Regions from separate parts of the Mus musculus genome. Here region 1 is linked to region 2. The links are chromatin contacts, called in public HiChIP or PLAC-seq maps. All regions are on one chromosome and are shown on one strand. Each heading gives the region's core, a stretch centred on a gene start, on an enhancer-like site or on the middle of the called end of the contact. The rest is flanking DNA. Distances are from core to core; before and after follow the strand shown. Region 1 overlaps Shroom3 (shroom family member 3). Region 2 overlaps Shroom3 (shroom family member 3).

The links. HiChIP or PLAC-seq counts read pairs in DNA pulled down with a chosen protein or histone mark.
Region 1: a contact with region 2 is called in an H3K4me3 HiChIP or PLAC-seq map of embryonic basal ganglia, with 2.6 times the contacts expected there. The contact joins two enhancer-like sites. A contact is called at or near these places in 1 of 39 promoter capture datasets (embryonic stem cells) and 5 of 115 datasets of contacts at active chromatin or transcription factors (embryonic basal ganglia, embryonic hindbrain, embryonic stem cells and 1 more).

The regions. Positions count from the first base shown.
Region 1 is chr5:92,904,308-92,907,406 of GRCm38.p6, forward strand. The region is part of intron 2 of Shroom3 (shroom family member 3); the gene reads left to right. Among named protein-coding and RNA genes, the nearest start is that of Gm36764, 100 kb to the right of the region's middle. Within about 2 kb of position 1,359, at least 139 of the 459 cell types and tissues checked have an H3K27ac peak or open chromatin away from gene starts, as enhancers often do. A contact at or near this core is called in embryonic basal ganglia and stem cell-derived neural progenitor cells, where this site is marked.
Region 2 is chr5:92,697,496-92,700,865 of GRCm38.p6, forward strand. The region is part of intron 1 of Shroom3 (shroom family member 3); the gene reads left to right. Among named protein-coding and RNA genes, the nearest start is that of Shroom3, 16 kb to the left of the region's middle. Within about 2 kb of position 1,831, at least 77 of the 459 cell types and tissues checked have an H3K27ac peak or open chromatin away from gene starts, as enhancers often do. A contact at or near this core is called in embryonic basal ganglia and stem cell-derived neural progenitor cells, where this site is marked.

The DNA.
Region 1 (3,099 bases), core at 109-2,608, 210 kb after region 2:
CGCACACACACAGCGCTCTCGAGCACACACTGCTGTATGCACACACAGACACACATGCTCGCACACATACACACACACACACACACACACTTTTTTGAGACACTCTTGGTGTATAGTCCAGGCTGGCCTTGAATTCTCCATCCTCCTGTCTCATCCCGTCCAGAGCTGGAACTACAGTTGCGTTCCACCATTCCCGGCTCTGAGTGCGCTGATACTGTCCTCACACCTTGGCAGAGGAGCTCCAAGTAAATTCCAGTAAGCCAGTCCCTCAGCATGAACTGAAACCACAGGGCTTTGACCTAGACCCTGGGGCAGCTGTGGAGGGATCCCTACAGCACAGGCTAAAACAGTTTCCATCCTCCAGGAGAATGGAAGCCAAGGCATGTGTCTCTCGGCATTGCTCTGTAGGAGGAAAAGGTTCAGTAACTTTGTAAATCCAGTAAAACGAAATCCTAGTAGTAGCATGGAACCTGACTATGAAGACCCAGCAGCCAGATGCAGATACAAGTACTGCAGTCAGGGCGGAACTGTGGAGGAAGGCTGCTTACTGGCTTGCTCTCAGCGGCTCGCTCTCGGCTTGCCTTGTTATACATCCCGGCCGGGATCACCTGCCCAGCGGTGGTGCCTCCCACAGTAGGCGCCTCCCACATCCATCATTTATCAACAATATGCCCACAGACATGCCCACAGTCCAACCTGATGGAATCTGATGGAGGCAATTTCCCAGTCGAGGGTCCCTCTTCCCAGGAGATGCCAGCTTGAGTTAAGCTGACAAAAGCCAATCAGCACAGGACACTGTTACTATCTCCCGCACCCCAGCCTTCATCTCGAATGTTAAGCTGGGTACTTGGAATTACAACTGTTTCTCCTTCGTAAGGTAGAGTTCCCTAGACACCTGGAATCTCAGGGCTGCTTCAGCTACCTAAGGGGCATCTATCTGCCCGACACCAGCAGCATGTACAGGGAGCGGGCAGCTCTGACCACAGACAGGAGCTTCCTGGTGAAGGGAGGGCCCTTTGCAAAGTGTGGTCCGTGGCTCTGTATTGGTGGAAACGTCACCGTGTACCTTCTCCGGGGTTCCAAACTGACTGTATTATCTCAGTAGTCGATAGGCATTTTAGGACACTACACACTGAATAGGGGAAAAAAATGTTAAAGAGGGCCCTACAAGATTAGCACCCTCAGGCTGCCCTGCCGCCCTTGAGGCCTTTGGGGCTTGACTGTGGGCAGGCCCTGACTAAGCCTCAGTCTCACAACAGTAGGCTTGGCTGTTGGGAGACCGCAAGACTGAAGTCCCTCTCAGCCTCTTCACTGTCGCCTCCAGTCTTTTCCTCCAACATTCAGGCCTTTGTGTTGGTTCCCATGGTTACCCCTTCCCTACCAGCAGCTGGAATGTGTGGTGAGAGGAGGCTGTCTCCCCTACAGAGCCAGGGCCGGCCAGGGCGGAGGCCAGTGATGCACAGCTGGATTCGTGAAGTGGGGTCACAGCCCAGTACCTCCCCTTTGTCCTGGATTCTGTACTTTTCCCAGGCTTGACACGTCAGGGTTGCAGCAGGAGGAGACCCTCGGGCTGACAGACAGCTAGCTCCCAGGGTATTTCCTGCCCCAGCCTGGCCTGGCTGACTGTCGGTACCCTGTCTTCTAAGGCAACTCCCTCTTGTGTGCTAATGCCTAGTGTGTGGAAGGCCCCGTTTCTGCCCAGCCAGGCTAATGATCATAGGCCTCCCTACCTGCTCTCCTGTGCACTTTTATATCCCAAAACTGACTGTCTGGTTGGTACTGATGGGGCCAGGACCTGGTACCCAAGACAGGTGTTGCTTCCAGCCTGGAAGAAGACCAGGCAGGTCCCAGAAACCCAGGAGAGTGTGGCAACTGGCAGTCACAGATGGGAACAGAACTAGTGCAGTTTGTCCCTGAGCTTTCTTGGAACACTGGAAGCTTCCTCAGTCTCTCGTCACCTGGCACCATTTGTGTCTTCGGGTGGAGGTTAAGTTGCTGGTGGTGAGGGAAGGGAAGAAAGTCAGAAATCACCCACATCAGCTCTGCCAGAGGAGTCCGAAGGCTCTTCTAGAGCAGCGGTTCTCAACCTTCGTAATGCTGCGACCCTTTAATACAGTGGTGGTGACCTGCAATCATATAATTATTTCATTGCTACTTCATAACTGTCATTTTGCTACTGTTATGAGTCATAAGATAAATATCAGGATACAGGATATCTGACATGGGGACCTCTGTGACCTCAGGAGTCATTTGACCCCAAAAGGGGTTGTGACTCCTGGGTTGAGAACTACTGATGTAGCATAAGACAGTGCTTTTTAAGGGAACTTTCTGCCCTATAGGTCCCTAAGGAAGCCTATAGGGCAGTGGCCCAATGGGAAAAGGTAGTTAAGGCATCCTTGGGGGCTTGCTGTAGCTTAGGCTCTGTATTTTACCATCTCTTTGTGATCCTAAATACGTTAAGTACCCCGTGTTTCAGTCGCCTGCAACACTCCCTAGATCATTGCAAAGATTAAATTTGCTAGGTAAAAAGACTTTGTAGAACATACAGCAGCACTCAGGTGCCAGTTGTAATATTTTCAAGTGGTACTTTGAGAATTGCTGGACCAGACCGAGGCCACAGATTCATCTGTCCTGCTGTGTGTTATGTGGGCCAAATGTCCCTTATTAGAAATGACTGGGGGGGAGCGGGGAGGGCAGTTGGAGAGATGGCTGTCCTACCAGAGGTCCTGAGTTCAATTCCCAGCAACCACATGGTGGCTCACAAGCATTGTAATGGGATCTGATGCCCTCTTCTGGTGTGTCTGAAGATAGTAACACTGTACTCACATATATAAAACAAATCTTTAAAACAAAAAAGAGAAATGACAGGGGTTTGGATGTGGTGGCACACATCTTTACCCTCAGCACACAGGAGGTAGAGTTGGGTTGGTCTCTGTGGTCAGAAAAATTTGAGTTTGAGAACAATTTTGGTTTTCAGATTAGGATGTGCTACCTGTGTCTTGTCAGTGGACCACAAAGTTTCAGCACACAGGGACACCCAAAGTCAGACAGAGGGCATCCTAGCCCATGTCACACTTTCCATAGTAATGAAGAGTACAA
Region 2 (3,370 bases), core at 581-3,080:
AATATGGCCAAATACATGACATACTTCAATGCAAATGTCCTGGTGAGGCCCTTCACTTTGTACAATGATATACACTAATAAATAGAAAATTTGGGGCTGGAGCGATGGCTCAGCAGTTAAGAGAACACACTGCTCTTTCAGAGGATCAGAGTTCAGTTCCCAGCACCCACATCCAGCAGATCACACCTTCCTGCCACATGCACATGGACATACATACATGCTGATACTCACATGTATGGAGTACATTAAAAAGTAATGCAATCCTTACAATGTAAAACCCGTGACCTATATTTAAAGATACATCCATAGAAGGACTTAACTGCCTATGGACTCACAATTTCATGCTAACCAATAAGTGTAAAAAGATCCAAATGGCCATCGGCTGTATAAACAAAATGTAATATAGAACGCAATGGAATACAACTTGTCAGGAAAGAGGAACTGGATATGGTGAGATATATATGTTACAAGATGGACGGACCTCAAAGACCTGATGCTTGCTGAAAGAAGCCAGCACAAAAGAACATGCAACCCAGAAAAGGCAAATCCAAGGACACACAGTAGATCAATGGGGGCCTAAGATGGGGGAGAGGGAGCTGGGGTGGAGTTAGGAATGGAATAGTATACCTACCTACCTACCTACCTACCTACAAGGCTTCCCCTTCCTTCCTTCCTTCCTTCCTTCCTTCCTTCCTTCCTTCCTTCCTTCCTTTTTTAATACTGGGTGTTGAACCCAGGGCTATCCTCCCAGCTAGCACTAATAGCAAACTTGCTGATGATGCTGTGTCTGTGAAGAAGTTAGAACCAAAAGAATCTGGTCCTTAAGCCTTGTGTGCATCATGACTCAGCATCTCTGAAGGCAAACAGGATGCAAGGCTCTGCCTGGGCAACGTTTTCCTCCACTGAATTTTTTTGGGGGGCGGGGGGGGGTCTTCATATACGGGTCCAACCCGATCCCTATTTAGTGAATGAGGCCTGACAGAAAGCTGAATAAAAAGCTCCCCGCTCCCCACCGGAGCGCTGTCACAGCGCCTCAACCTAGGCTCTGGGGGAACTTTGGCAAGCGGAAGAATCCTTTGTCTTCAGACTGAGACAAGAGGGGGAAAAAATCCCAAGTATTCAGCTGTGTAGCATCACTCAAGCATGGCTTAATGGGGAAGGTCTAATGAGGAATGTAGTCTTTGAAAACGCTCGCGTTGAAAACCTCCCAGTGCATTCTCACTGTACGGCGCTACATGATTATAATGAACAGGATTCAAACAGCAGCTACAGATTAGGTTACCATCCCACCCAGTTTAGCCAGTCACAGATGCTGCGTTTTCTTTACTGGCAGTGTTCAAGGAGACTTTGGTCTGTTACTACAATTCCATGCATTAGAGAAAACACCCCCATTCTTCACGGGTTCTATAGAGGTTACAGGAATAAGAATAAAAGGCAGTTTTAAACTACCAAGTGAATCACTGCCGGGCAGCCCCCACCCCCACCTTCTCTCTGGCTGTTGACCTCTGAATACATTCCTGCTCCAGAGCTTAACCCAACTTTCACAGGAGCCGGTCTAAAGCGGGTTTTGAATTTGCACAGATTTCCAGCAGGTACCATTTCTGTATCACCGTATGATTTCTTCTCCAGTTACTTCAAAAGCGTTCATCTCCTACACTGTGTCTCATGGCTGGCAAACGTACTTATAGTTTTAAAAAAGGAAGGAAGGGGTGGGGAACTGGGGAGATACGAGCATGAGGACCAGAGTTCGGACCTCCCGGACCTGTGTAGAGCCAGATGCAGTTGATGCATGCGCAATCACGCAATCACCGCATTCCTACAGCAAGATGGGGAGTGGAGGAGGAGGAGGCAGCATCCCCGGACGCTTGCAAGTCTGCTAGCCTGGCATATACAGAGGCAGACGACAGAGACCCTGTGTGAAACAAAGGAGGAGGGGCATCCAAGGTTGTCCTCTGACCTCTACATATGCAATGTGAGACTTTCATACATACGTACACATCATACACACACACACACACACACATAAACACAGAGGACTCAGATTTTATCTTTGCTGGTACCAGAATTATCTAAATCTATTTATGCTTTCATTCATTAAAATGAAAGTTGTGTTGGTCCGGGGATGTAGCTCAATGATAGAGTGCTTTCCTCCCTGGGTGAAGTTTGAGTTCGGTTCTCAGCACCATGTGGGTATGTGGGTGGGTTAATGAGAAGGAGGAGGAGGAAAATAAACATTTTTTTCATCTTATATTAAATTCTTATCCTTAGAGTAGGCCTACTCTTATTTTTTTCTTTTGTTTCATGCTTTCATTGGCTAGTTAAATTATTTTATTTAAAGTGTCGCACTTAAGCATGACTTACGTGCAGTAAAACATGCAAATGTACAGTTGCAGTTTATTTATTTATTTATTTATTTATTTATTTATTTATATTTTGTTTTTTGTTGTTGTTTGATTGTTGAGCCAGGATTTCTGTGTAGCCCTGACTGTCTTAGAACTCAACACTGTTGGCCAGGCTGCTGCCCTCAGGCTCAGAGAGAGTCACCTGCCTCTGCCTCCCAATTGCTGGGATCTAACATGTGCACCAGCGCTGTCCAGCAAGATTACAGCTTATCGTTGCTAATACAAAGTGCCTGATAAAGCACTGAAAGAAGCAAGACTTCCCTCTGGCTCACAGTTGAAGATTCAGCCCATGATGGGGCGGGGGGTGGGGTGGTGGTGGTGGTGGTGGTGGTGGTGGCATGGTAGCTTTCCTTGGAGTTTCCATGCTTGGGTTTCAGGTTGCTTCTTTCTGTGGTCTCTCTTTGGGTATTCACTTGCCTGGCCAGTCAGATCAGATTACCAACCATCTTCATGGCCTCGTTATAATTTAATTCTTTTAAGGCTTCAGCTCCAAATATAGTCACATTGGGAGACCATGACAGTTGGAACTTTAAAGCTTTAACGGGATTTTATAACTGCTATGCTCTCTAATTTGCAGGAAATGTGAAATTAGCCAGACAATCACAGAGTTGCCAAAGGCAATTATGAGTCTAGTAGTAAGATTTGTTTAGGGGCTGGAGAGCTGGCTCAGTTGTTAGAATCACTGACTGCACTTCCAGAGGACCTGGGTTTGGTTCCCAGCACATAGTGGCTCATAACTGTCTATAACTCCCGTTACAGGGGATCCAACACCTTCTTCTGGCCTCTGAGGGCACCAGGTAACATACATGGTGCATATACATACATGCGGGCATCCATCAAAACAAATGACTGGAATTCATCATAGGATCCATTCAGAAATACTCATGCATGAGCAATTACATATATATTTCTTTTTTTTTCCGTTTTTTATTAGGTATTTAGCTCATTTACATTTCCAATGCTATACC